Linked DNA regions of Mus musculus: all the other regions are linked to region 1. The links are chromatin contacts, called in public HiChIP or PLAC-seq maps. All regions are on one chromosome and are shown on one strand. Each heading gives the region's core, a stretch centred on a gene start, on an enhancer-like site or on the middle of the called end of the contact. The rest is flanking DNA. Distances are from core to core; before and after follow the strand shown.

The links. HiChIP or PLAC-seq counts read pairs in DNA pulled down with a chosen protein or histone mark.
Region 2: an H3K27ac HiChIP or PLAC-seq map of thymic regulatory T cells shows a contact between it and region 1, with 7 times the contacts expected there. The contact joins two enhancer-like sites. A contact is called at or near these places in 4 of 484 Hi-C or Micro-C datasets (CD4 T cells, bone marrow-derived macrophages, embryonic stem cells and 1 more) and 12 of 115 datasets of contacts at active chromatin or transcription factors (the 230-238 cell line, CD8 T cells, Th17 cells and 7 more).
Region 3: a contact with region 1 is called in a BATF HiChIP or PLAC-seq map of CD8 T cells, with 7 read pairs. The contact joins two enhancer-like sites. A contact is called at or near these places in 1 of 15 datasets of contacts at CTCF or cohesin (CD8 T cells), 13 of 484 Hi-C or Micro-C datasets (CD4 T cells, CD8 T cells, the G1E-ER4 cell line and 8 more) and 15 of 115 datasets of contacts at active chromatin or transcription factors (the 230-238 cell line, CD4 T cells, CD8 T cells and 11 more).
Region 4: a contact with region 1 is called in a CTCF HiChIP or PLAC-seq map of CD8 T cells, with 7 read pairs. The contact joins two enhancer-like sites. A contact is called at or near these places in 1 of 15 datasets of contacts at CTCF or cohesin (CD8 T cells), 4 of 484 Hi-C or Micro-C datasets (CD4 T cells, CD8 T cells and bone marrow-derived macrophages) and 8 of 115 datasets of contacts at active chromatin or transcription factors (CD8 T cells, DN3 thymocytes, the SCID.adh cell line and 5 more).
Region 5: a contact with region 1 is called in a CTCF HiChIP or PLAC-seq map of CD8 T cells, with 10 read pairs. The contact joins two enhancer-like sites. A contact is called at or near these places in 1 of 15 datasets of contacts at CTCF or cohesin (CD8 T cells) and 4 of 115 datasets of contacts at active chromatin or transcription factors (CD8 T cells, the SCID.adh cell line, bone marrow-derived dendritic cells and 1 more).

What each region holds. Positions count from the first base shown.
Region 1 is chr11:11,525,715-11,531,589 of GRCm38.p6, reverse strand. No RefSeq gene overlaps it. Among named protein-coding and RNA genes, the nearest start is that of Gm11998, 29 kb to the left of the region's middle. Within about 2 kb of position 2,674, at least 75 of the 459 cell types and tissues checked have an H3K27ac peak or open chromatin away from gene starts, as enhancers often do. A contact at or near this core is called in CD8 T cells, DN3 thymocytes, the SCID.adh cell line and 12 more, where this site is marked.
Region 2 is chr11:11,763,453-11,769,327 of GRCm38.p6, reverse strand. It overlaps Ikzf1 (IKAROS family zinc finger 1), which reads right to left. Exons shown (of 8, transcript NM_001025597.2): 8 at 1-447. Among named protein-coding and RNA genes, the nearest start is that of Fignl1, 43 kb to the left of the region's middle. Within about 2 kb of position 3,022, at least 56 of the 459 cell types and tissues checked have an H3K27ac peak or open chromatin away from gene starts, as enhancers often do. A contact at or near this core is called in CD8 T cells, Th17 cells, pro-B cells and 2 more, where this site is marked.
Region 3 is chr11:11,739,143-11,745,017 of GRCm38.p6, reverse strand. The region is part of intron 3 of Ikzf1 (IKAROS family zinc finger 1); the gene reads right to left. Among named protein-coding and RNA genes, the nearest start is that of Ikzf1, 56 kb to the right of the region's middle. Within about 2 kb of position 3,162, at least 39 of the 459 cell types and tissues checked have an H3K27ac peak or open chromatin away from gene starts, as enhancers often do. A contact at or near this core is called in CD8 T cells, DN3 thymocytes, T-cell acute lymphoblastic leukemia and 9 more, where this site is marked.
Region 4 is chr11:11,723,376-11,729,250 of GRCm38.p6, reverse strand. The region is part of intron 3 of Ikzf1 (IKAROS family zinc finger 1); the gene reads right to left. Among named protein-coding and RNA genes, the nearest start is that of Ikzf1, 40 kb to the right of the region's middle. Within about 2 kb of position 3,485, at least 45 of the 459 cell types and tissues checked have an H3K27ac peak or open chromatin away from gene starts, as enhancers often do. A contact at or near this core is called in CD8 T cells, DN3 thymocytes, the SCID.adh cell line and 3 more, where this site is marked.
Region 5 is chr11:11,653,807-11,659,681 of GRCm38.p6, reverse strand. All of the region lies in intron 1 of Gm11999 (predicted gene 11999), which reads left to right. Among named protein-coding and RNA genes, the nearest start is that of Gm11999, 29 kb to the left of the region's middle. Within about 2 kb of position 2,346, at least 103 of the 459 cell types and tissues checked have an H3K27ac peak or open chromatin away from gene starts, as enhancers often do. A contact at or near this core is called in CD8 T cells, the SCID.adh cell line and memory CD8 T cells, where this site is marked.

The DNA of each region.
Region 1 (5,875 bases), core at 1,425-3,924:
GCCAGATAATGGAGGGATATGCACCAGGTCTGACTTCATGTGGAGGGTGTGGTGGATCCAAGCACAGTTCCTCCAAGGGTGCAGTCTAGTTTTTCCTTCTAGGAAAGACCACATTGAGTTTTGTATTTTTAAAGTAAAACACTTTATTTTGGTGTTTGGGAAAAAATCAATTTCAAGAATTAACCCCAACTGACTTAAAGGAGTTCACACAGATCAGTAGTTGTCTCTGAAGTGTCCTCTGGGGGATACAGAGGGAGTGCCATCTTTCTGTGGCCTGCTTGCCCTGAGTGATTTGTACACAGCTACCATCAGGGTTTGAAGACTGCTAGGCTGAGGGAATGAATGATAGGCCACAAAGCTGTGAGCCCAGTAGAGTAGATGTACATTCAAAAAACAATGAAGTTGAGACTTCAACTCTCAAATTTACTCATTCTTTTATTTTTGTTTCCAAATAGCCACACTCTACTCTGTGTCTGGCACTGGACCTGGAGTGACAGACAGGACAGATGGGAAGGGCTACATCAAGGACCTAGACTCTGGGGAGTAGTTATTTATAAATTAACCTAATCAAAGAAGTGTCCTATAAGGTGTAGGAATGGCCCTGGTAATCAATCTCTTATGTACTAAAGTCCTAAAAACATTTTATTAGCAATTGTAAACTGAAGGAATTTTCCATTCACTAAATCTCAGAACACATGGATTGCAAATAAATATTCAAACAGGCTATATTAGGCTTCAGGAGGATCTGTGTAGGGAGGGGAGGAGGAAAGCGAGGCATTAATAGATAGATGCTCTTCTTGCCTACTGTTTTCTCCACTCTCCCTGGTAAGTCTCAGGGATAATGTATACACTATTTTGTGTTATTTTTTCTGAGGACAAATGTGATTCTTTGGTGTCGAATGGCTGCCATGTGAGATGTCTAATCTGTGTCATCTAAGTAGATCTCAACCAGGTTGGAATTGTGTCTGAGTTGCTATGTTCCTCCCTAAACCCTAGGAAGGAGAACTAGCTGTGGATGCAGGTCAGAATTCACAGGCTGACTCTGACTCTGAAGGCTGGGTCTATTTAGCATAAACAACTTTCCTTTTCTTGTTAGGGAACCAGATGAGAGAAGATTCAGTGCAGGACTAATGCGTCAGTGGAATGGTTAACTTGAAGTGTTTGAAAGATATATCTTTCTTTGGGAGCAGATGTGAAGACCCCACACTGGCAAGAGTTTGCCTATGGGAAAGAGGAAGCTCTGGCTTGTGCTTTTGTGGTCAGGGTTGGGGGATGCAGTCAGTGTGGTGAACTGGGAAAAGAATAACCAGGGTATGAGGGGCCCTTTCCTATTGTGTTTGCAATTCAGACTGGAAGATGGTTGTGTTCCTGGGTCCCTAGAGATGTGTCTCTACATAGGGAGCAGTGAGCAGCTACGACAGGCACTAATTTTTATCTGGCATCCCTAATGCCTCTAGCATCTTCAGTGCACAGTTGCATGGGGTGGTTATTGGCAAATGTTTGTGAATAAGTGACTGACTAATTTGAAATGATTGAATAGATGATAGATCTTGATTGTAACTAAATGAAGCAGCAGCTCAAGAGGAATTCCGTTAGATTGGCTTGAAGGAGGGTAAGGTTCTCATTTCAGCACAGATTAGTATTTGAGAGGGGACCAGATAGTGGGAGCACATCTGAGAGGAGTTAGGGGAGGACTCAGAGTGAATGATTAAATGCATTGTACAAATGTATGAAGTTCACAAAGAATGAATAAAAATGCCTTTAAAAAAACAAACAAGAACCATTCATCTAAGTCTCATTTTCTGCATTGTAAAGTCTGGAGAGGAGTATCTACCTCACAAGATGCTTTGAAAGATGGATCAGTAGGTTTATGGGTTTGCAGAATTTGTCCTGAGCCTGTATCATGGGAATTCTTCAAACCAGGAGCACCCACTACATGTTAACATGCAGATTCACTTCCTTTTGTTTTAAAGTCACATATTCAAGTATATTCCTGAGTCAAATTATATTTGAGTTTTCAGATGCTTGGACAGGGCAGTATGTATGCACCATGCTTGCATGTACCAACTTCCATCTGGCAGACATCAGGGACAGGACCTGGCAATGAAGAGAGCCCACTACATGTATTCAGAAGGCAACACTGAGCAGGACCACCACAGCCCCCAGGTTCCGCACCCGGGGTTGGGGGAATTCTAAACGAGGACCCTGGGGCAATCCCCACTCTTCCTCAAACGGTCACAGGGTTTGCAGCAGATGCAGAAGGCTCTGGCTTCTCCCGAGAGGAAATGTGACCGTGGAGAGGCACTGGATAAAGGGAACTTCTGGGCAGACTTTGTCCAGAAATTTCCTGTTGAGTGTTTCACTTCACATTTAGGAAAGGATTGAGGAACTTTTGGGAATCAGTTCACAAAGGCAGAGGACTCAAAGAAACGCAAAGGTCCCGGGAGCTTCTGGTCACACAGCTGCACTGACGAAGGGCCTTCCTGGCTTCCTTGAGCTTATTTTATATCTTGTCTTTGTTCTTCAATCTTATGTGGCCCTGTGTACATTGAGAGGTGTGTGTGTGTGTGTGTGTGTGTGTGTGTGTGTTTTCTTTCCCTCCAGACTATAAAAAATGAACAAGCCCCGGAAGTGGTATCTCTTCCTGCTCACCCATCCTTTTTGCCTTTGTGAAAGTGCACCAGCATAACCACCTCCTACCGTAACGCTTCCCGTTTCTTCTACTCCTTCATACTGAGAACCTCGCCCCACACCGGACCCAGTGAGATTTAAAAATTAAAACCGGCCAAACCAGAGAATATAACACTTATGTTAAAGTACGCTTTAAAGCTGTGTGCCGAAAGGAGTCTGTATCTTCAGAAGGACGATTTTAGCTTTGCTCTGAATGTTTTAAAAGCAGTTTTTGGAAGATGGGAGAGGGTGAAAAAAGAATGCAGGTCTTTCTTTTCATTTCATGGATCCTTAACCCATATTTAATGCAGAGCCTGGATTTTAGACATAGCAAGTGTGCTTGTAATTATTTCAAACAGTTAAAAAAGCTAGTTAATGATGTTCAACATAAGTAATCATGTTAAATAGTAAAATTTAATTTCTTAAAAACTTAAATCCTCATATCTTCTGGAATGCATTGTACTGGAGGATGTCTGAGTAAATTAAATTCTCTCCTGCACACTAAAGCATCAATTTCCTTATGGTAATTATCTGCTAGATTGGATCTGTCAGAGGCCGGGAAGCAAGGCTGACATTATACCCTCTTTACAAAAAATGATTACAAAAAATTAAGACGAATGAGTAAAATTAAGGCTGTGGCTGGTAAGCCTCTATAAAGCTCTCATGGATCCTTCTACATAAGATACCATTGTACCCTGGACTAAGCTTTTAATGACTAGCGTATAATCAGGTGAAGTCCATTAAAGTGCAGCAGAAGTCACGATAGCAGAGATAACAGCGAGAAATGATTTTCCGCCAAGTAGAAGCAATTTATTATACACAAAAATGAATTTCTAACGGAAGTGTCTGGATGGATGAGGAACTCTGCTAAGGTGACAGGATTTCTTTCCTGGAAAGTTTCAAAGAGTGGTGGAGCACAAGACACACCATTGGCATTCTGGGAATGGAGGTGAGTGGAATCCCCGGCCCTGACAAAGCTTGCTGCAGTGTGACCAGTGCCTCCAGAGCCTCCAGAGTCCCACGGCCTCCAGAATGCAGTCCTCTGATCTAGGTTCCTCAGGGGTGAATCAGTAAAGCGATCTCTTTCGATTTTGTCCTGGACATCGGCTGATGGTAGTGTGGATAACTGAACTGTTTGTTGTGATTGTTGATCCAGCCATGTATAAAGCACTTAGGTAATATAATTGCATAGCTATCAGGGATGGTGCATTAGTTTAATTAACTGTGAAAGAGTAAACACAAGCCCCATAGAATCACAGGGAAAGCAGGGCATTAATTAGTCATGAAAAATGCATAATAGCATTCAAGATCTAGAGTGCATCACCCAGGTATCTTCTGAGTTTCATCTTTACTGCCCCAGAAGTCCTTACTCAGCTCCGGCTAAGCCTTTCCTCTCGGTTTGTTTGTTTCCAAGGCCCCTTTCTCCTTGTGTAGTAACCAAGACCACTGAGTCAAGTACCACTCTGCAATGATCCACCCCTCTAGAGCTCCATGTCATGATCTGTAAAGATAATATCACTAATGACATCACAGTATATAGGGTTTCTATGAAAGTGGCTTGATAGGTTACCCATCACTGGTGCTGTACGGTAGAAGTTTTAGCTGCTTGCACCATGGTATCTGAGTTCCTCTTGCTCTCGTCTGTGAGCACAGAAAATGTAGTTTGGTTCAAATTAAAGAACACATATGTGTATTCAGTTCACACATCTTGAATGAAGGGAAATGTCAGTAAGACAGTTCAGTAGGAAGCAGTGCCTGTGACCAAGTCTGCTTAGCCAAGTTTCATCCCTGAGATTCACATGGTGGAAGAAAAGAACTGAGTCCTGTAATTTGTCCTCTGATCATCACATGCATGGCATGGTGCACCCCAACCCCATGTAAATAAATAATAAAGGTAATAAAATCCAGTGGGGGATAAAGAAGAGCTCCTGAGGGACACAGTCAGTCTCACCCAGCCATGCTTGTATTGACCACACCAAATCAACACAGATATATGAACTGAATACACATTCTTACAAAGGCAAAGAGAAATGCATGCGTGCAGCAAGACTGGCTGATGGCTCACTCTGCTTGACTATCTCCTTGTAGACCTGAATCTGTTCATGTGTTGGCACTTCAGTAAAGACAGGAGAGAAACTCCAGGAGGACAAGAGGAGACATCTTTGTGTGGTAACATGTGTACTGGTGTCTTTCTGTTGCTAGGGCAAAGACCTAACAAAATGGGTATGGAATTGGGTGGCAGTAGATCAGGGAGGAGTTAGGGAGAGGGGATAAATAGAATCAAAGTATAACAGGTGATACTCTCAAGGACTTAATAATGTGTTTTAAGAGGTACATTATGGAAAGAATGACTTACTTGTCCTTTGTTCTTTAAGAGGAAGATGTGTTTTATAAATAGAAGCAAGAAACTGAAGACTCAACCTTACTTGCACAACATACCATGAGAAAATTTGGATTTCTACCTATATCATATGTGTAAATTACTTCAAAGTGGATCAGAACACTAAATATAAGACTTAAAATTAAGCTCTTGGAGAAAATATTAGGGAAGGTCTCTAAGACATGGAATTTGGTGATAAATTCTTGGCTATGATATGATTTGAGAAAGTTGAGTCTAGCAGTGTGTGCATGTGTGGAGGGCAGTAGGAGCATGAGATTGCTGGTCATGTTGATCAACAGTCAGGAAGTGGAAAGAAATGGATGCTGTTGGTTTTGTTCTCCATTGTGGTTCATTCCTGAATCTTTGCCTTTGTCTGAGTCTTACCCTGGTGGCTCTGCAACTAAATAACTAGAAAGAGAATATGTACAGCAGACGGAACTGGACTTATGATAGGCCTCTGCCTAGATCAGCTCATCAGTAAGCCTATTATAAACTACAAGACTGTATCAAAATGTCAATTTAACCACACAGCATCCTGCAGTCTTACTATTTTCCTTTGGTATCTCACAGCTGCTGACCAGCATCATGTCTGAGCATCACTGTGCTCAGTAAGAGATCAGAATTCAAAATCTCAATTATGACTCCACCAAGTGCCTGGCATTTTTCAGAAAACATATCAAACCATTTACATGGATGATCCATTGTATATTGTACTAATCATTGATGGCCTATATCTGTTGCTATGGAATGAGCACATATATTCTCCAAAATTCATTTTTAAAATGTTAACAATCAAGGTGCATCTTCACTGTGGGCTTGCAACTT
Region 2 (5,875 bases), core at 1,773-4,272, 240 kb before region 1:
CGTAGGCGCGCTGCTCCTCCTTGAGAGCCAGCCCATTGCGTGCATGCGGGTTGATGTGGTTGGTTAGGTAGATAAGGCCGCTGCGCTGTTCCTCCGCGTTGCTCTCTGTATCTGTGGAGTCTTGGCAGCTGTTGCTCGGGGAGGCCTCTCGCTCCGATGACACAGACTTGGCCTTGGACAGCAGCAGCAAGTTATCCACGGCGTCCTGTGCTGAATGGTTGGACCGTGGGGGGCCATCTGAGGGGGGCTTGTGCAGCTGGTACATGGAGCTGATGACTGGCACCACCTCGGAGCTACCGGGGGGTGTCTGCACCAATGGGCGCAGGGACTCAGCCCCCAGGTAGTTGATGGCATTGTTGATGGCCTGGTCCATCACGTGGGATGTCATCATATCCTCCTTCTCATAGTTGGCACTGTCATAGGGCATGTCTGACAGGCACTTGTCTCCTGCGGGAAGTAGATGGTCATAAGTGAAATCTACACCCAGGGGTTGAATGGTGTTCTAGTGTCACAGCAGACAGGACACATCTGCCAGGGCTCAGGAGGGATAAGGTGCCATCTTTCCCAGGGACTTACTATGGTAGGTTCTTCAGGAAGTCCTATTTACCCATTAATGAAAAAGAAACTAAAGATTATCCATGTCAGATTAAAGAGGGCATATTTCACAGGGGTAAATCCCATCTTTCATTAAGTATGATAAAGTTCATACAATTATATTTAATTTAAATATTTTAAAAGAGTATTCTAAATGTATACTGTTTAATTTATCCCAAAATTATTTAATAAAAATACACAGCCATGAATTAATGATATTTAATAAATTTAAGATACTATATTACATTTATCATTTTAATAATCTAAAAATGTTCTCAAAACATGATTATATATTATTTATAATAAACTATATATTTCTTATAAATATTTCAAAAGTGGATGGGTTCCAATGCATGGTGAAGTTGAAGGAATACTTAAACATAATTGTATGTACCCTGTCTTCCTAGTCAGCAGTAGTGAATTAGCTCAGCAGAAACAGGAAGCAGGAAACAGAGATGATCTACTTGAGTAGGCTTGGAGGTGGGCACCATTCACTTACTGTTTACAAACACAGCTAATACTAAAGATGAGCAGAACTAAGAATTCAGTAGTGGCCAGACCTGGGACTCAAGAAACTTATGGTCTCGTATGGTTAGCTTGTAGGACTACATGAACTCTGCTACTGTCTGGACCTTCGATGTCCCCAAAGGCCCATGTTTTCAGGTATTGTCCAACCTGTGCTATGATTGTGGCTGAACCCAATGTCCCAGAAGCTTAGTGTCTACCCAGGGACATGCTGTTGTTGGAAGGTTCTCAACTCTTTAGGGAAGAAGGGCCTAATGAGAAGATTTTAGACTTGGGGGACTTTATTCTTAAAGGGGGTCCTGGAACTCTGACCCCCATATATTTCCCTTTTGCTTCACAGCCACAAGACAACATTCCTGCCACGGAGTCAGCACAATAGGGCTAATCAGTCATGAAGAAGGATACCCCAAGGCTTAAGTCAAACCTCTTCTTTTTTACAAATTGGACATCTCAGATATTTCCCTATCATAATGGAAAATCTGGCTAACACAAATCTTCCCTGGCAATGGAAGAAGATGAGACCAGATTTGGCTTCAGATACAATTTTGGAGTAAAATGTTTTATAATGAAACAAAATGAATTTCCTTAAACATTTATTTTCCAAATACATTGATGTGAAATCATGACCCAGAGAAGATATTCATTCAGTAAATGGATAGTTTATATTCCTGTTGGCAGAGGTAGTCACTGAGTGCCCTCTCAGCGAGAAGAAGGCACTTGGCAGTCTGCCGAATCAGATGCACTTTTATACCTCACCTCCCACAATGCCTTTTTCCTCTCTTCAATATGTCTGGCTCAACAGTGGGACTAAAAGGAAAGCCAGTGAGAATGGATATGTATCCTTGGATATACACAGCTAGCAGGAGAGATACACACTAAATGATGACAGCAGACTCCATCCCTATCTATGAAATCCCACGAGCTCAGGAAGGCTTGCTACCAGAGTGTTGCATAGGTTTCTCATCTCATAAGAGCCAGCTGGGGCTTTTTGTATCTTACTGTTGGAAACAGAAGCAGTGAAGATCCCGAGGGGACAGAGAGCCTGGGGCTTTGGTGACAATCTAAAGGTCCAGGGGACAGAGCTCTTGGGGGCATAGGGAATGTCCAAGTACAGCTGGGATCATACACTGGAACCTTAGACTAGACTGACTTTATTCAAATAAAAAGGGGCACTGGTGAAGGGTCTGAAGAAAGTGAACTACCCAGCCACAGTGGGGCAACAGACTGAGCTACCAGGGTGACAGGCTGCTCAATCAGGTGGTACCTGAAGGCAGCTGATGGAGTGGTGGTAGAAGATGATCCCAGTGTCTTTCATGCCAGCACTGAGGTCAGCACTTCCCCCAAACTCTTTATCTACAGTAGGAAAAGTATTCCACAATTCATAAATCTAACCATAGTCCTTGAAAAAATAATCAGTGACTATAGTAGCCCTGGAATATATTCCTCCTGATTCAGTATCCTCCTGATTGCATTTTCTTCATCTTCCTGGGTGTGCACCACACAATGGCTTGATTTCATTTGCTTTCATCTACTCATGCCAGAACCAACGCATACTCTGGTAACGACATACAATGATCCTCAGGCTACAGGAAGAAAACGTGTTAATGTCCAGCTACACACTCTCAGAAACTGGACAGAGCAAAAGCCACGTGTAGTGGATGGTAGAAACCATGAAGGGATTCCTCTCTCCACTCAAGGGGGAGTTTTGTTTATTTGTTTGTTTGTTTGTTTGTTTGTTTTTGTGGTTTTGGTGAGAACCCATCTCATTATGTGGACATGAGGAACTCATTCTTGTACTTGCATCTCATTTACTACCAAACCCTAGCAATGGAGGAGGAGGGTGTGGCCTGGTGCCCAGTTCTGTTAGCTGTAAAAGTCTGTGTTCTCTCACCAGAGGTGGTACTTTCCTGTTTCTCCCCAGAGCTGTGGTTCTGTGGTTTTCTAAGCAACCACTGAAGCCTGCTGCTTCAAGAAGTGGGTGTTGCAAAGAAAGCAATATACATTCCAGATGAGCATGGCGTGACAAATCTACCTGTAGAATTTCTCTACCCAAATGTGAAAAATTAAAAGCTATAAAAGCCTCCAGTGCCCCAGTGAAATCTATTATTCTATCTGTCTGTCTGTCTGTCTGTCTGTCTGTCTGTCTGTCTGTCTATCTATCTATCTATCTATCTATCTATCTATCTATCTATCCATCCCATCTACTCATCCATCCCTTTCTTTCCCTGTCTCCCTCCTATCTATCTTCTATCTATCCATCCTATCTATCTATCTATCTATCTATCTATCTATCTATCTATCTATCTCTATCTATTCCATCCATCCATCCATCCATCCATCTTCTTATTTCTACTTTACATTCAACTACATATGACCAAGGAAAGGTACAGAAGATTCTTGCCTGAGACTGGACAAAGCTTTGGGTAATGTCACTTCTAGAAACACAACACTCTCAGCATTCCTTCCAAACCCTCACACTGACAGAGTTCCAATGGGCAAATGCCCTCCTCATTTTGATGATGGAGCTGAAAATTCCACTTTCAGGCAGCACATGACACCAGAGACCTTAGCATGTGGGCTGGCTCCCCTGCACACAAGCAAAGGCCTTGGTGAGTTGTACTTCAGGGGAAGTAGGCCCTGAGATGTCCCTTGTGGAGACAGAAGGCATCATCTGCTGGTTTAGAGCTTTCACCAAATCTGAAAACTCTGAGAGAGCTCTCAAAGGGGAACACTTTAAACAGAAGCCGTATGTACTTGGCCTCACCTGAACTCCCCCAACACCATCCTTGGCATTCTTTCAGGATTTAAAAAACTTATAGTTCTCATAGGAAAAGTCTCAGGTACAATGGGAAGAATGTTGAAATGTCAGTCAAGCCTCATTAGACCAAGTAGAATGAGCAGGATGAAAAGAAATGCCATGGTTACAGGGAAAATATTTTTTTGGCAAGAAGGGAAGTAAGACAAACCAGAAAGTCCATCCTAGGGGAAAAAGAAACTTAATTCCAGGAAGAGGAGCAATGAAGCATAATTACTTCATGACATGGGGTAAAATTTTTTTTTCAAGTTTTAGCTATTTTAGTTTTTAGAATATGCAAGCAGTCAGATTTTGAAGCTATTCAAAGACAATACTAAAAAAAAAAAAAAAAAAAAAAAAAAAAAAAAAAAAAACAACCCAGAATAAAGGGAGATTTTAGATCTCAGGAATTAAAACCAAATCCAATTCAATACATACTCAATACATGAGTTAAAAATAGCAAACACTAGAATAAACATTGCTAGGAACTCAATTAAATCAGGAAAAATATAAAATAACAGTAAGTAAACTTAAAAAAATAAAGAAATTAAAATAGCAAAATGCTAACAGACATGGGAGACAATTTATCCAGTCTATGGAAAACCAGCACTCTTGAATAGAAGTCATGTTAGATAGAACAATTGGTACTTATGTAAAGGAATGTTTCCAAAAGACAAGGAGGAAGAAAGGAGCCTCTCACTCTTAAAGGCTACATTTCATGTAGACTGTAAAACACCAAAGAGCTTCTTACTGATGATGGTTGACTTAGGCCCAAGGAAAGAACACTACATATTTTGGGAGAAAAGTAATATCAAAGAAAAGAAAGTCAGGTTGTACTTGGCACCCACATAATTCAACAAAGAAAAATCTGCCAATGTCAGAGAAGGAAGAGTGGCCAGAGGCTACGTACTCCTGGGGTTACTGTAGAGAGGTGACAGGTGACATCCTCAAACTCAAAGCAGAGATGGAGATGGAATGTCTACAAGGGTGCTTGAATGTAAAGTGTATTCAATGAAGGGATTGATCAAAATAAACGAAAATGAGCCTAAGAGACCAGGGTCTGATTCTGTAACCTGTTAAAATATATAGTGATGAATATCTAAATTATATAAGAATAATGATTTCTGCATAGAATATGAATAGAAATGTACAATGTAAAAATAAAAGCAATAAAAATGATTGTTTTTAAAGTAATTTTTAGAATAATTTTTTTTCCCTGATAGTCATCCTTTTAAAAAAGTCAAGTCCTGTTGGGAATGACTGTGCATTGAGGAGCCTTTATCTCCTAGGACATGTTGAATATGCTGTGGCCACTGTGAACTGATTTTCAATCAATACACGGGAAGAGGGGAAGCCAGGCAACACCTCCAGCCCAGGGAAGAGCAGCTGCAATCTTTCTGAGGTGGCGCATTCAGGAACTTAAAGGCCTTTCCTCCACATCTCTATTTGTAGTCCACCTATTATTAATCCTGTCCACTGAAATATATATGGCAGGAAGATATTTACAATGATGTTCTTCTAATTTAATACTGGTAATTTCTGGATGTTGCATTTGGTTTTCTGAAAAAACATGAAATAGTTCTATCAAAACTCTTACTATCTATTTATCTATCATCTCAAGTACACAAAACGATATCATCCTAAATGTGGGGAGCAGCCTTTGAGGTCCAATTCTCTTCATTTTAGGGAGAAAACTGTGACACAGTAGGAAGGGTGGACAGGAATGTCGTCATGTAGCACTGAGAGGAAGGCAGACACGAGAGCAGGAAGAGGCACTGGTTAGTGTGTGAACTGCCAACCACCTCTGGGGGACACCAACAGAGCACAGCTGCTGGGAGCCCTTCCTTGCACACTTCACTTCTGCTATCCTGGTCCTCCTGTTCCCACAAGGCCACTTCCTCTTGTGTTTAACCTCTCCCCTGGAGATCGCTTTCCCCTCTCAGCATTGCTTCACTAGTTTTG
Region 3 (5,875 bases), core at 1,913-4,412, 210 kb before region 1:
CACCAGCTGTGATAGCATTAAAGGAGAAAGGTAACTCGGGAGGCATGAGGGTTGCTCACAAGTTGTCCCAGGGTCAGTGTGGGAATCAGATACAATGGGGGTAAGAAATGTATGTGGAAAAATAGGTGGATAGCTGCCAAGGACATAGAGTATGAAGTCCAAGCTACTTGGCCTGATTTATACTGGAGCTTTAATTATATATGATTGTGTGTGTGTGTGTGTGTAAGAGCGAGAGAGCGAGCGAGCGAGCGAGTGAGAGAGAGAGAGAGTCAATAGATAGTACGGGAAGGATGATCAGTAATCAGAAAGTTAAAGACTGAAAGTTTATGTTTTTCAGAAAGAAGATACTGTGTCTGCAGATGCCTGTGGGTGTGGCCAAGGACCGTAAGTAGTGGGGACACAGCAGGCTGTGCACACATCTTGCTGAGCTGGGACTTATGGCTGTGATGCAGACACTGCCAGCCATGTTTTGACTTGGAAGGTCTGTGATGTCTAACGGAGATGAGTGACCAGAGAGAAGATGATTTGGCAAAAAACAGGTTATACTGTCAGCATGGGGAACTTAAGATTCCTGCTATGTGAAGGGTTTCTATACAAACATGGGAAAGGCCCTCATATCTCTGGGGATAAATGCAAAGTGGGTGCTTGCTAAATAAGGAATCTGACAGATTTCTATTCAACCAAAAAGGTTGTCCATGACAACAAGGGACTCTTTCTAGAACTGTTTAGCTGTGGTATTCCTTCAGTGAAATGCTACATATAAGGAATAGACTCACACATATTGTGTAAGCTCTGTCCCTAGTCTACTACTGAGAACAACAGGGAGCTTGATGAAGTGCTTCACTGAGCTGATTAAATATAAAACATGAATGGAGTCTTGTGAATATTCCCCCTGTCCCCCCAAAGCTCTGGGTTCAACCTACTCTTCCAGATACTGACAGATAATGGGCGAGGCCAATTTGAGTGTTTACAAAACATGGCTTATGTTAACATGGTATTTTCAAACCCCTTATAAAAGCTACCTTACTTCTCAGTTGTTACTTAAAATGGAGAAAACAAAAAACCCTCTCATTATGTATTTTAGAGGTATACCAGCATAGTCACCCTGCTGTCCTAAGAGAATGCCCCTCCTGACCCGAGTGTGGCAAGGCCTCTAGCATCTAGGAAAAGGTTAGAATGAAAGACTCTGGAGAAGTGAAGGAACTCAGGCCAGCAGGAACTGGGAGGCCTGGCTTGGCTGCCAAGTGTGCCCTTGTGAGCAACTGAGCATTTTTAATGCAGAGGTGTAATATGCAGGGTAGCCTCTGGGTCACAGATTTGATGTCTACATTGTTATTTCCCTTGCATCTTAATATTTACTGGAAAAGTAGCATTTCAGAATGTACAATGTTATTTTCCCATTGGAAAAAAAAATTCTGAAGTTGTCATTCCAGCCTGGTTTTATGTCAGGTAAAGGAAATGTTCAATATTTTAAATGGAAAAAGGCAGATGCAAGTGTAAAGATCTTTATAATAACTGTAGCTAATAAGCAAAGTTATTAAAATATATAAGGTATATTTGTACATTTTCATTTATTTGTGGTAATAGGTGAAGACCTGAGACACATATGTATGTGCAGACTAGTGTTTTTTATTTCCTCTAAAGGAGCCAGCAGTGTGGTGGGAGGCAGAGACAAGGGGTTAGGAGGAACCAGGCCATCCTCCATTAACTCCCTGGGAAACTTGAAGCTATCCCGAACTACATGGCACCTTGTCTCAAATCCAGAACAAATTGTAAGCATTATTTAGAACAAATTGCATGACTTAATATCATTTAAAAATAGTTAAAATAATAGGGTTTCTACCTAATCAAGCCTATTTTAGAAATAATCTTATTTGATGTTTAGCCTTCAAATACAATGAAGTCAGAGATGGAAATAGATCAGAAAATGAAAACTTATTAAGAAAGAAGAATTTTAAGGCATATTTAATTTTTGGGGGGTATCTAGGGACTCAAAATGGGATAAAGATGGCAGAGGAGGCCAAAAGTTTGTTTTAACTTCCAGAAGGAAGCCTGTAGGTCAGTTCTCAAGCATGACCACAAGGTGGCGATATTGGCCCAGAACAGTTTGGTTGTTGTTGGGCGGAGACTTGAGGCTCAACCAACCATTTGTTCCAGAAAGATACAACTGAGGGGAAGAGAGAAAGAAAAAGAGATAGTATTACTATGAACTAATCTTTATAAGCAGATAGACATGAAAAACATGAAAACATTTATCATGTTTCAGAACATCTCCCACTGTCATTTTTTCCCATCCTGAAAACCTCACCCATCTGCTTGGTCAGTAGGTAATGCTGGGCTTTGCCCATTCCTCAGGCTTAATGAAAATGTGTCTTAGAATGTGCTGTCTTACCTTTATGTGCACTTGACTTACCAAAACATTTCAAAACTGTGATTGGCAGGCTCAAAATTAACATGACTTCCTGCCCTGGCACACTCACAGCTCACACATAAAAATATGTTATGTGAACATACATGCTTACATGAAGAAGGAAATCTCAAATTCTTACCTTCACATTGAACTGAAGAAATAATTAATAGGAGAAATATCTTAGCAAACTTCTAATATTCTGGAGAGGGAAGTCTATCTGGCCTTTGACCAGGAGCATCCTGAGATGGATACTGCTAAGTACTGTACTTCCCAAGTAATATCTGATAACAGGACATCATAAACCTAACGCGGCTGACATCTCAATATTAAGATTAGAGTAGTAAGATGTCAGCAAGCTGGTCTTAGGGTGTAATTTGGTGGTAGAGTGTGCTTTGGTTTGATCTGAAGCAAGACACACAGACAAAGCTCTTCTCAAAGTGATGCCAATACACTCTGCTTTCTGCTGCTGCTTCATAAGATTAAACATTTTATTGATACAAGGTCTGAAGGCTTAAGACCTAAGGGGTCTAACAACCTGTAACTCTTTTGCATTGATTTTATTTGCATTAAAAAAAAGCCTTCTCTATTCTTGAAAATACTCCTTATGGTTGCTCAAATATAGTTATCATTTTCAACTTTCAATGTATTAAGAGATGAAATTACCATATAGTTTTCGGCACAGCAGCTCCGAGGAGAGCTGGTAGGCTGCATGCACGCTAACATGGTGCATGCTTACGTGGCGAGCCACCACAGAAGAATGGGCTGGAAACCCATGAGTTTTTCTTCTCTGTTCTGAGGTTAGCACTCCAGAGCAAGGGAAAAAGGGTGCACCTTTTTTTTTTTTCCTGTCACACAAAATTGCACAAGTTATCTGAAAAGATGTTGGTTTGTTTGATGCTGACAGGAAGCATGGACCACAAAGTTGTTGATCACAGTTTTAATCAGGACCCTGCTGAGCAGCCTCCCAGTGAGACACCCACTGTGGCTACATTAGTTCTTTCTTCACCTTTCTTTCTTTCTTTCTCTCTTTCTTTCTTTCTTTCTTTCTTTCTTTCTTTCTTTCTTTCTTTCTTTCTTTCTTTCTTTCTCTCTCTCTCTTTCTCTCTCTCTTTCTTTTTTCCAATTTTTTATTAGGTATTTTCTTCATTTACATTTCAAATGCTATCCCAAAAGTCCCCTATAATCCTCTCACTATCTGATCCTTATTGGTGAGGCAGAGGCAGAGGGAGGGGAGGGGGCAGGGACAGAGGGAGGGGGTAGGGGCAGGGGCAGAGGCAGAGACAGGAATATCATTGCAAATTTAAGATGAGTCTGGGCATCCCAGAGCAGTCTAGGCCAGCCAGGAATAATAGGGAAACCCTGCCTCAGAAGCAAAACAAAAACCAAACAACACCCTCACCCTCTGTCTTTGCACTTTATTGTATCAATGACACACTGGATGCTGGGTGTTTAATGATAGAATGGCAAACATTTAGTCCATGTCACTTTCAAGTTATAAAGGAAGGTGTTGATGAGAGAACATGCAAGTGGTGGTGTCTGTGTGATGGAACTGACCATGAAATGAACATCTGTTTTCTAGAAGCAAAGCATATACTTACGAGAGAAAGATTTGGGAATTATTGCATGAAAATCCCTAAAGCCATCAGCCCCATATGCAACTGCAATAGAGAAGGCAAAAAGAAAGCCAGGTTGTCAAATCATCACGGACACAAGAGTGCAGAAGACAGTGCTGCTTTCAAAAGGCAATGTTATTATGTAAAACCACCAGTTAGCTGCTAATTTGTTATTGTTGTCTTCAGACAAGCTACAGAAAAGTCACTCCTCAGAGCAGGACCTCTGAACTGTGAGCAAGCTCCGACGGCCTCAACAGCCTAGAACATCCTAGAACCAATAGCAACCATTCAGTAGTACTGGCTGAGTGTGCTCTTGGCCACATCACAGTCTCACACGGGAAAGCACACGTCTGCACAATCAGTGTGCTTCCTCATGGGTAGTCTGCCCCTCAAACGTTCTTCATTTGCTTTTTTTTTTTTGTCTTTTCTTTATTGTATCCAGAGAAAATTAAAACATTTCCCATCTGCCTGTTGGATAGGGAATTGCTGCTCCAAAAGGAGCTACCAGATTTCCGTATTGCTTAGTAGTTGCCTTTGAAAATGGCACCAAGCCCCGTGCTTGTAGTCTTTCGCAGGCCGTTCCTAGTGAGTTCCAATTCCTAAGACCTGTTATACTCTGTACACGTGTCTGTGTGTGTATATGTACATGCATGCACACCGGGTGCACGCTCACATGACTTCTTTCCCAAAATGTCAGCCAGAATTGTATACACAAAGTAGCTGGCTAAATTAAACTTCTGGGATCAACTACTGACTCAGCAGGAAAAAAAGGCTGATGGACTTCAGGAAAAAGACATAGTTATCAAACTTTGCTTAAGTTACTGTTTCTCAAATTTGTTTGGCCACAGAACCTTCCCTTTTTCCCCGTGAAAAACTTTATGTATGTGGATAGTACATGTGCAGTTGTGTGGATACATATGTGGAGACATCAACGTCTGATGTTTCTTTAATTGCTCTAGACATTATCACCATCACCATCATCACCATCAAATCTTTTTTTTTAAAAAATATCTATCTATCTATCTATCTATCTATCTATCTATCTATCTATCTATCTATCCAATGTATATGAGTAAACTGTAGCTGTCTTTAGGCACACCAGAAGAAGACATCAGATCCCACTAGAGATGGCTGTGAGCCACCATTATGGTGTTGGGAGTTGAACTCAGGACCCCTGGAAGAGCAGTCAGTGATCTCAACCGCTGATCCATCTCTCCAGCCCCCATCATCATCTTTTGAGATAGGGCTTCTCACTGAATTTGTACATTGCCAATCCAACTGCACTGGCTAGCCAGAAAGCTCAGGGGTGGGCCGCCTGTTGCTCCCTCTGCTACTGTGGGGATTACAGGTGTTCATTGCCATGCCTGGAGTTTACATTTTTACTATTTAATGTAAAGACCATGATGCTGGGTCATGAAATGTTGAGTCCCTTTCAAAAGAATTAATCATTTGTCTACCATAACTCAAGTCAATCTGCTAATTTTCATCCTTAACCAAAAATCTACCAAAAGCTTAAAAGCAAAATATAGCACCAGTTGCTAAGTTCTGTCTGGCATAGTAAAGTGGAATTGATACAGATACAATGGCTGGACTTAGAAAAAACATTCTATGGTGTTCTAAGTGGGTAGGAATTACGGCAAACAGCAAACCCCCGATCTATGCTAAAATCCAGTCTCTCACAGCAGCAACTCAGTGGGTCTGTCAGGTGCACACAAACTGCTTTCCACAGGCAGCCTCTAAGCTGCACTGTGGGTCTTTGAGGTAGACACCATCACTGTTTTGGCAGTAAGGGATCTTGGGCTCACAGGAAGGTCTATACTTTGCATTAAGCATAGTGTTTAGCATGTAAATG
Region 4 (5,875 bases), core at 2,236-4,735, 200 kb before region 1:
TCACAACAAACTGATGTCCATGGAGACTTTCTATGCTAGTAGCTCTGAAGAGCTGTTCCTATTTGTTTACTGTCTTGCCATCTAGCATCTGAAACTTTGGAGGGACTTTGACGTGAGACTGGTGGCTTAGAGTACTGTGTGGTGTACACACATCTGTGTGTTTTTATGTCCAGCCCTGGGAAGGCCATGCACTGAGTGGGTGAAGGCTCTTCTGTGCTCGTGTGTGCTCTGAGCATTCTTTACACAAGACCTTTCTACTCAGATATTACCTACACTGGGTCCTAGATGATACACAGCACAAGGTACCTGTCCACCTGTATGGGCCAGGTGTGTTTCTTTGTGAAAGGAATTTCAGATGGCTCAGGCTTTCCCTGGAAAATGGAAGCTGGGGAAGATTCCCCTAGTGGAGGCTGGTGGGCAGGACTATGTAGAAGAGGGCTCAAGACTCTTGTGTCCACCTTCCCTAGAAACCCTGGCCAGCCCTACACCTGTCATGCTGTCTTCAAGGCTTCTGATGGGCACATTCTTGGCCAGACGCTCTGGATGGTATTTTCTATGTGTCACATATATAAACCATCATATTTTTGAACACAGAATGTCTTGGGGGAGAACGACTAAGAGGGTCATTGAAACTCTGTAATCAATGAAATGTTAGTATCTCACTAACAATTTAGGTATTTATGGAAATAAACACAAAAATAATAAAAGAAACACAGTTGATATAACACAGCTAACATTGGAGCAAAGCCTTATCAATCATGCCCTTGGCCATCCCTCTGCCAGCACAGCCTCTGGGACCCCACTGATCACTCAAGCTTAGGTGGAGGTGCTGGTTCTGGTTGCCTGTGCTTATCTGTGCCATTTGTTACCAGAATACCCTAACGGTCATGTAGATGCCCGCACTTGTATCACTGAATGTAGTCACGTGACATATGGCTGTCCTACGTGTGCCATGTCACATAGATAGCTTAACCAATATCACCAGGATAGCATCACTTGTGACCCATGGCCACTTAACCTGTGTCAGCCAGAGACTGCACTAGATAGTCAGCCATGCTATGCGGTGACATCCACAGTGGCCTGGGAGAGGTGGCAAAGCTGAAACAGCTTGTCATTGCCAGTGATGGGGGAAGGGCTGATGTCAGGAAGATTAGGGCCTGCCAGTCCAAGCTCCTGGGAAATCGTGAATGGAAACCTGCTGGTGCAGGAACACACACTCTCCCAATGTGCCAGTCCTGCTGCAGCCTCCAGGACTCTCATCCTCTTTGTGTCTCTCAACCTTATGAAGCAATCGGACCGTGAAAGCGAGGCGAGGTTGTACAGCACAGTGAGCACCACACCATCTCATTCTCCAACAACAAAGCTTAAACAACCTAAAACGGTTGACGGAAACGGGCACTGCACGAAATCTGCAAAGGTGCACTCTGCAGCGATGAAACATTCATGTCTCCATTACTGATGCTGCCAAAGGATGCCAAGGAGGGTTCCAAGTAAAACACATCCTTCTTTTCCCCTTTCCTCTCTCTCTCTCTTTTTAAAAGATTTATTTATTTTATGTTATATGAGAACACTATTGCTCTCTTCAGACTCACACCAGAAGAGGGCATCAGATCCCATTACAGATGGTTGTGAGCTACCATGTGGTTGCTGGGAATTGAACTCAGGACCTCTGGAAAAGCAGTCAGTGTCCTAACTACTGAGCCATCTCTCCAGCCCCTGTAAAACACATCCTTTACAAATACAGAAACATATTTGGACATCAACTTGGAGGCTTCTGTCACTTTTAAGCGACAGAAACACAACAGAAGCTTAACTAGGAAGAATCCAAAGACACCAGAGGCTGAAAGTGACAGTCTTGTGGCCTAACGATGCTAAGAACTTGTACACTCTTAAGAAGAGCAGTAGCTCTGTAGCTGGCCCGACCCCATCACTCAGTAATTCACATCCAACTGCACCTCGCAGTGAAAAGGGTCCCAGGATGGGAAAGAAACAACAGCTAAAACCCAGATAAGCAAAGTTCTGAAGTGAAACTCATGCATTTCCTGGCAAATCCCTGAGACACCCACTCTGAGGGTGAGGACCCTGCTTTACAGACTGTAGTGGGGGTGGGGGGAAAGACGGTTTCTTATCTAATCTCCAGCAGCCTAACAGAGGAAGAGACAGGACTCAGTATGAGAACAGAGAAGACAGCTTAGAGCCAGGATTACTCAGGCAAGGCAACTTATTTTTGGTGGACCGCAGGACCTGTGGGTTAACAAACGTAAGCATGGCTCCTGTCCCTAGGGTCCTAACCATCTGAAACCTGAGCAGAATTGAAAGGGTCAGGTCAATACTCTGGTTACATGGGAGGCCAGGGAAGGGCACGCTGAAGGGGTGGGTACATGAATGTAGATGTGTGGGCATGGCTCAGTTGTATACCACATGCCAGTCATGTGCTGGTCTCACTCAACATCATTACCAACAACAACGTGTGCAAGTACACACACACACACACACACACACACACACACACAGACACCCCCACCTCCCACCCCCACACACACATCTTTAAAGACTGTCGGGGCAGGAGGTATCAAGCACAGTCAATGAAAATTCTTTACACACAGTGGTTCAAGTCCACTGGAAATAGGATGGAGCAAGTTTAGAAGCTTTGGTCTTAACCACCATGTCCACCTCTGTGACATACTAAAGAGACTCTGTGGTACATAGGGAGACGAGAGCTTGTGTGTCAGACATGGCACAACAGTGCTGGGGTGACGAGCTCCATGAGTGGCCATGGCACCAGACACCAGGGGAACAGCCAGCCCTGTCCACAGATCTGTGCACAGATAGCTTAGAACGGATGGCAGCTATGTGCAAAATGCATAGATGCCAGGTGGGGCAAGAGTGTGACGCTGGCTTCCATAGCCATGCTACTGGGAGAGTAGATGTGGAACAAGCACAGAACAACCTGAGATTAAAAACAGGAAATGGGTGAACTGAGTGCCCCTTCTGGGAAATGATGAAATGAAATGGGTTTCAACCTTAAGGTGTAACCATGAAAGGCTGAGTTCAATCAAGGTTGCTAAGCTGTATGCAGGGACATCCTTTTAAAAAGCAAAATCCTTGTTGTTACTACAGTTCAACCCACTCCTTCAGTATCTTAAGAATACAGTGCTGAAGTCCTCAAAGAGTTCACCACATCACAAAAAGGGTACAACTCCTGAACAGCTGCAGAGTGGCGGATCATTCAGGGTTCCTCAGCCTGAACTCGCAGAGTTCATTACTAGGCACTATCTATGATGTTATAGAGAGGTGTTAACACACATAGATTAATTGAACAATTGGGAATCAGAGAGAATGACTTAGTCCAAAAGCAGTGTTTTCATTTACAAAGCAGGTTTGAGAGCTGAAATTGTGTCAAACGACTATCACTCTGTGTTTTGCACCCCCGGCTCCAGGCCAGCTGCCTGTGGCACCACCTGTGACTCACTTGCACCCAGCACTTGTAGATGAAGGCCAGAGACAAGCCCATCCAGCAAGGCTTTCCTACAGACCGACAGCAGGGCAGTTGTACAAATCATACCCAAGATCTACATTTATGAGTAACCCATGCAAATGAGAGGGATTGAAAGAAAAGAAATGATGGGAAGTCTAACAGCATAAGTATTTTCACACTTCGGTGACACATTTCTAACGGTCAGGAGTGAGCAGAGCTCTCTGTGGGCAAGGTTAGCACCTCTCGGCAACGTTGAGCAGCATTCAGTTGCTGAGGGTCTGTAGTGCAGCTGCAGGGCCCCTCACAGCACACACTCTTTAAAGAGCAGGGTAGAGAGTGGGAGCGGCTTTTGCTTTGGCACACTAGATTTCTAGGAGGGTGCTAACCATAGCTTGCAAAGCTACGGCAGCAGCCAGAGGGTCTGGACCAGTGGTGATGAGGAAAGTTCGTAGGTCTTTGCACTACCGGTAGCAGGGATCAGACTTGAAGCTCAAGGAGACAAAGTACAGAATACATCATGTCTCCACCTGGCCAAGTATCCCAGGGTGTCAGCCCTGAGTTCTGAGACTGAGGCCACAGCACAGTTACTCAGGAACCATCTCCAAGTCCACCCCAGGGCAGCCATGCTCTACATGACATGCTCCCTGTAGCTGATGAAGTATTTCTCATTGGGGAATCATTTTGCCTTTTCAAATTGGCTTTTTTATTTCATATTGATTCTTCCAACCCTATGGCTCTCTGAATACCTTTATAAACTGAAACACACAGGCCTTCTTGCTTTGAGAGTCTTGACTCAAATTGTACCTGGATGGTCCTCAAATGTCCCTTGCTTATTTTCAATCAATGCCATAACATACCCACTCTTCATTGTTTTCACAGGAGTGGGGATTGAACCCAGGGCCTTGCACAAGCTAGATGGGTACTCTACCACTGAGTCATACCTTTATCCATTCAAGATGTTAACATGTAAGAATCAGGAATTTCAGTGTGACAGTTTCTCTACTCCTTTTCAAGACAGGGTCTTGCTGTGTAGCCCCAGCTGCTTTGAAATCACAATCCTCCTGCCTCAGCCTAGCCACAAGTGGTTTTAATAAGGATGAGTCATGCTCTCAGCTTTCTTGGAAAAGGCTGTGACAGAACAAATGCTTTAGACTAGGGATCACTTGATCATGAGAAAGCCACCCAAGTCACTCTCAACATTACATATCCTGGGTGCCTGTTCATACCTGTTGAAGACTATCCCTGACTCAAGCCTTCCTTCAATGGCCTTCAGTCACTCCCAAGCCAAAGCCGGCAAGCCAGTTTCCACCATATTTGAAGACACATAATATGTCATCTAAAGACCTACATATGTCTCCTCAAAACTGATTTCTCTCCTTGCTTGTTGTATGCATTGCAGGTTTTTTTTTTTAAAATATCCTGCCCCCTCAGAAAAACTCAAGCTCATCTCATTCACCCCCATTTTCCTCATTATATGCCTGGCAAGTATGTCCCCAACAAAATTAGACTAGATGGCAGCTACTTGGCCTCAGAATGGCATTTAACAAGTATTTGTTCTTTGGATAGCAACAAAGAAAAAGTCAGTGACAGCCTAAAGAATCTGAAAACTTGGATCCATAGTCCTGTGAGAGATTTTCTGCCAAAGATCAGAAAATGAAGCCCTTAAGCTAACTAGCCAGGTAAGCAAGCATGGCATCTGGCAACTCCATACAGTGACCACTCTTTCAGCCTGTGCCAGGTCCCTGGGCATGCGCTTGGAATCTGCCTGTCTACAGCACAGAGGCAAGGTTTCCTACAGCAACCCTATCCCACATGGCCCATGTGCTACCTCTCCCTGTACTTGGCAGCACATTTTTCAGAGTGTGAATAGATCTTACTGAGAGACTGGACATCTACTAATGGCTGTTAAACATGACAACCGCTCGTTGAAGCTGCTCCAGCCTATCTCATTTATTTTATTACATATCTACCTATAGATACATTGCCAACGGCATCCGTATCTATTATAGTGGTCTAGTTGGTTTGTTCCTGAAACAAAATGGTGGCCAGCTTATTGTTCCAGTAAGTAGGGTCCCTGCTTGTTGTGGGGTGATACCCATACTCTTCAAAAGCACTTTACTCTTCTTCAAGTCTTCATGCATAGTGTTGGGGAAGCAGTACCTTTTAAAGATGCTTTACCTCAAAGAATATGTACCAGATAGCTTTCTGAACATGCCTACCCTGTTCTCGCTTTCTTTCCTGAAGTGAGATTATTACTAACAGCCCAATTATGGGGGCATCTCTGATCAGCAAACCTCCTATCCTGGTTGGGACACATGTGGGTCTGAAGAGATTGCGTGGTACCTCTGAATGCAACAGTTTCAGACCTTAACTTTTCTGACAAGCTCAAACAATTTC
Region 5 (5,875 bases), core at 1,097-3,596, 130 kb before region 1:
ACCAGAGGAGGGAGAATATTTTTCTTCAAACTGCAGCCTAAAGTAAAGCTTGACTTCCACAGGCCTCCATGAAATGGTCTTGGCTTCTTTTGGGAATCCTACACTCTCACTACTATAGCTATGGTAGCATGAGCCCCAGTGATATCAACCTGTGGGGCACTGATATATTTGACAGTAGAGTTAGTGCTAGGCTCAGTTCATTTCAACTCATAGGAGGTTTGCACAAGAACCACTCACAGAGGTGGATGCTGGCTAGCAATGTCTTGTATAGGAAATCCAGCATGTCCATGTATCAAGAGGGGAAGCACAACAAGTTGCTTCAAACCTACTTACACCCTGAGATGTACAGGAAGGATTCTGATAGGGAAGAGGACATTGTCCTAATAGGCTGTGGGAACTCCTTAACCATGGGCCACCATCCTACACAGGCCAGTCCTTCTTGAAGATTCGCTCCTTCTAATCTCGACAGGTCCCTGAAGCTTGTGCCTGTCTGTTCCCAAATTTCTAGTGAAGGTCACAGGCTGATCCCTGTCTAGCTTTGGGTAGCAATGTTGGTGCAGCTGTCTGATCAGGCTCCTGCATCTCCCCTGCACGTGCAATGCAGTTTGCACTGCTCTAAGCCACACTTGCCTGGCTGAGTGGCCCTGTCAACTGTCCTTCCAGTAGGTGGGAATTTCACTTCCTTATTTCCAGGCATAAATAATTGCAGATGCAAAATTGGGGCCTTATTTTAGACACAGGCGTTGAGAATGTGACTCAAAATATTCAACAATATTTTTAATCCTGTTTTTTAAGTATGAGGAAGCCTGAGCAACTTGCTGGTCAAGGCTCTGGATTTGTCAAGCCACACAGGTCAAAAAGGCGACAGGTGGGAGATGAGATTTCAGTGCTGCATGCAACTTGTGTTTTACTTTTGTTCCTTATTTCCCGTCCCTTATAAAGAACTATTCTTAAACATACCACTGCACCCAAGGCTTTAAGAGCCATTATCCCATCAATGATAACATATCCTGGGGTTCATAGCTTACTTGGCTGCATCTGTCTGGCACATAACTTTCATGGGATAGTGAAAAATATGTATCTCTTCCTTCAAAAAACATGTAGAAAACACATTTCTCCTCTTTTGCTTAAGGTTCCTTCTTCCCCTGTAACAGCATTTTATTGGGCCACTGAGTGGTATATCCCTTGGCCAGGAGAATATGCAGAAGAGATAGCGGGTGCACACGCGTGCGCGCGTGCGCGCACGCACGCGCACACAAACACACACACACACACACACACACACACACACACACACAAGTATTCAATTCAACTCTTCCCCTTCACTATATAGGTCCAAATCATTCCCATGTCCTGGGTCCCCTTGCTGCTAGGTAGGTTGCTGAAGGAAAATTTGGCCAAAAGAGGTGCTCAAGTATTGGCTCAGTGCAAGCTTCATTGCTCCACTGGACTTCCCTGACAAAACAGAAACTTAAGACAAATTGGTTTCAGGACTGTGACCTCAGGATATGATGGACCCTGTTGCACACTGGCACGTCCAGGAATCCTGCCATGCTGGCAGGCTTAGTGGATGACTAAAAGAAAGACAAGGTGCAGTGGCTTGGGTTTACCAACACACAAAGCCTCATATGTCTGGTCTTTGTGAGTTATGGTAGTTGGACCTTCGGATATCTCATCTCTACCACCTGGGTAGCACCAACTGCTGGAGAATTTATGAGCACAGACACCTTGGGGCTTTCTTGAGAGAGGTGATTGGTCAGAGAAAATGGAGTGCTCTGGAGTTACAGCCGCCCTGACTCCAGCCTGTGATTAGGCAGCTTGGGTACTGTCAGCGAGGAACCACAGGCAGATCGGACATGGCAGCTGCAGATCTGCCATTGGCCCAGCTGACTGCCTCTGGTCTGGAATGTTCTTATTATTCTTGTTCTATAACCAGGTGGCTGAGGGAAACCAGGGCCTTTCTGACCTCAAACTGACAAGCATAGGCTCTGTCCCTCTAATGATCAAACTCTGCTAAGCACTAGAGATGGAGGACAGATACTGCTGGTACAGCTCTTCTTCCAGGGCCTATGTCCATGACAAGAGATGGGTTATTTCCTGCACACTATAGGGCATAAAATTCTAGCACACAGCCCTGGGAATGTGTTCTATTGAAACATTTGCTCACAACTGAATGGGAAAGCAGGAGGCCAAACTGCCCTTGGGTCAGGGTAAACACTGCTCTTTCCTGGCTCCAGTTGAGTCATGTAAAAGAAGGTGATTAATGAGACATTAAATGGTGTGTATGTTTTAAGGACACAGAGGACAGGGGCTCTCAGAACCGCAGGAGCCTGTGGTTTCTGAAATACTGGTGGGTGGCTTCCTGTAGTTGCAAGGCATGCTGGGGAGATGAGATAGGACAGGCCCCACCTAACTCCCTTCATACGGATTCTGGCAGTTTGGCTCCTGCAGCCTGGTCTGACCTGCTGCTCCCATGCAGTTAGACTGGGGAAGCAGAGCAGCTAGCTATCAGCCAGACAAGTAATAGACATCTAATAAGGTCACGTGGCCAGAAACGCAGAAGCCCACAGACCAGTTTCTGGGGGCAGAGATCGGAAGCCATTCACTTTATTTTGTGCCTGTAGACAGTGACTTTAATGTTATGTAAATGTAGCCCTTAATTCCTAATGTCTGGAAATGTGTGTGTCAGGGCTGTGGCAGCTCAGGTTGTGGATGATCCAGACGACGGTGTGTGTGTGTGTGTGTGTGTGTGTGTGTGTGTGTGTGTGTGTGTGTGTATTCAAGGAAAGCTTGTGATTACTAGCCTCTGATTTCCTTTTTCCATGACAAGATTTAAATAGGACAAGACAAGATGATGAAAACTGAGGGGTAAGCCAGTGTCTGCGGAAGGGGCCTCTCTGGAGAGGGGAAAGGAGGTGGAAGCTCTGGAAAGCAACTGCACTCCTGGTTTCAAGGCACAAAGTGATACCCTCCTGGTCAGAATCACTTATCTAACTAGAAACACCGGGAAATCAGCATGAAGGGCAAATTTGTGTCTAGGAAGATGAGCACCATGTGACAGAGGCTTGCCAGAGAGTCATATGTGTGGGTGGCAGTGGAGTGCAGAAAGAAGGGCCAGTGGTAAATTCCCTCCAAGCAGGTGGAAGGAACCAGCAAGGCAGTGTAGGCCCCAGCTGCCCACTTTGTCTTCCCACAGGAAGCCTGTGGCCTAGTGTAAGTCTAGCCCTATGGTAGCTGTACAACCAAATGTCCTGCTCTTCGCTGTCCTCGGGTCCTCAATCTATCTCTCTGGGGACAGTTAGGATCCGGGTTAATGTGATGAAATTTGTCATCTCTTGAGGCACAAGCAGCCCAGGAGCCTAGAGCCTGGAATGATGGTCTCTCTAAGATGATCTGAATAACCAAATGCTCACACTTGAAGCCAATTCTTTGCTCCTAAAGTAGCCTGTAATGCTTTTTATTCTAGTTTTATTGACATAGGGAAATTGTTCATTTTTTAGATGTTTTGTGATATTTTGATACAAGCATACATACTGGTCAAATAGGTTAATTGGCATGTTCACCACACCAAACATGTACTTTTCTTTGCCATACCACCAAGGATATTAGAGTCTGATTTGTCTAATTGACTTCTTTTTTTAATCAAGGGTTGTTGAAGGAAAAAAAAAACATATGGTTAAGCCTGGTGAGAAGGATTATACTGCCAGGTACACTGCAGGATGAGGCCGGGGGATGGAAAAGTTCAAGGCTTTCTAGGGCTATAGATTGAGATCAAGGCCACTTGGAGCAATGTAGGAAGAGTATGTCTTAACATAATAAGCAAAAATGGACATGGAGATGGAGTCTAGTGCTAGGGATCTTGTCTAGCACGTGCAAGGCCCTGCGCTCAATCCTTAGCACCACAGAAGAAAACAATCAGGAATGTCAATGATAGTATTTTCTTTGCACCATTCTAAAGCACATAAGAGAGAAGCTTATTTTTCTCAGAAGCTACAGTCACTATTCCTAGATCATGTGACTAGTGTAACCTGGAGATGTCCCTTCTTTGTAGTGACTTAGACAAGGAAGCTTAGAGCCAAAAGGCAACTCTTTGTTTCTCTATACCTTATCTATCCCAGAAATCCTCAACAAACTTATTTCCCTCACTTCATCCCCATATCTGTTTATATTTCACTTTATTGTTAATACTCCTGGTTTTTAAATTGTGAGCCAAATGTAAGTAATTTTGGAGTTAGGAGAATCATTGGCAACTAAATATAAATGATGTCAGCTGTTGGGCTCCTTGGTCATTTCTGCTGGCTTCCCACTTACACACTGTAGGTAGAGGTGTGGGTGACTACCTTTCCTAAGACAAGCAGCTAGCCTTTCTCAGCTTCACAAATCAGTTCTGTGGTATAGTCAGCAATTCCAGCTGTGGAAATTCCACAAGGTATGAAAGAAAATCATTTTTTGCTCTTAAAGAGGTTTCAAGCCATGAATGAGTCATGAGCTATCTTAGTGTCCTTTGCCTTCAACAAACCTCCTCCCACCTACACACACACTCACACTCACACATACATACACATTCTCACACACCCATCCATACACACTCACACACACCCTCAAACACTCATACACATACACTCGAACACATTCAGATGCACTCCCACACACACACTCACTCACTCCTATTATTCCTAGAGGTTGGCAAATCTAGAATCACCTGGACCTTTCCTTTACTTCCCATGACCAGCGGTTGACCAGGTCCAGTGCAGAAGTCATCTGTGGAGCCTCTCCTGCCCTTGTTCTACTTCCTGTAGTCTCACAGGCTCCTCTTTTGTAGCATCTCCCCAGCAGAGCTCATCTTGTGTACATCAGCGCTTCTGGCCTGCCGGCAATCATTGGCCTGCACCTCAAATGGTCAATACTTGCTATGCATTCATTAATAAATGTCTCTGAATTCCATTCAGCCCACAGTTGTCATCAGCCACTCCATCTGACCTTTTTGGCCCCATTATCCCAAGGATTCTTCCATGTGGATTATATTGGTCAACTGCAACTTTGATATTATTTTTTAATTGTCCATACCTCCCTCTTAGAGTGTAGGTACCAGGAGAAAAATGATCACAGCTATCTAGTTACCTTGATATATTTCTTAAGAGCTGTTGGAGAATAAACAAAAGATTGCTTGTTTAACTAGCTCTGGTAGCCAGGGCCTAAGCATTGTTCCTCTGAGCCCTCCCTGTGGCTTTCCCTTACCTGACTCCTCCCTAATTCTCCTACGTTAGAGCCTGTCTAGTTCTCCTAGAATACTGTTTCACCTTTAACTTCCCTTAAAAGTTCCTCTTTCTAAGTACAGGGCATAGTTCCTACTGCAGAGCTCATTCTGGAAGTCGTCCTGGGCTGGTCACATTTCTAGCATTACTTTCCTGGGCAAACCATGCCATCCTAACATATTAACTTCTATGTCAACCAGCAATTCATCTGCAGTGTTGGTCATTCTTCACAACGTTCTCTCTTCATTTCCTGCCATCCTCACATTTTCAGGAAGGAGAGACTCCCATAGAGAATAGAAACATATTCTTTAGGGAGTCAATTTTTGATTTCAATTCTGACGTGTTATTCACAGTGTTGGTTTTTGCCCCCTCAGTAGTAGACTCTACTGGAAAAGGTGAGGTTAGATATGCAGCTAACACAGAGCAACAAGTCAGTTTCCTTCCCCACATCTTCCATTCCTTACTGTGAGGCCAGTTGCAGTCTCTGAGTCCCCAAGGGCTTGCCAGCTCCTCTGTGATCATCTCTTTACCCTTTCTTCTGCATTACATACCTATGTGCTGCATAGAATTAGACTTGAGCTTACATGGTGCTGTGTAGCTTTATATCTATAATTTCTTCT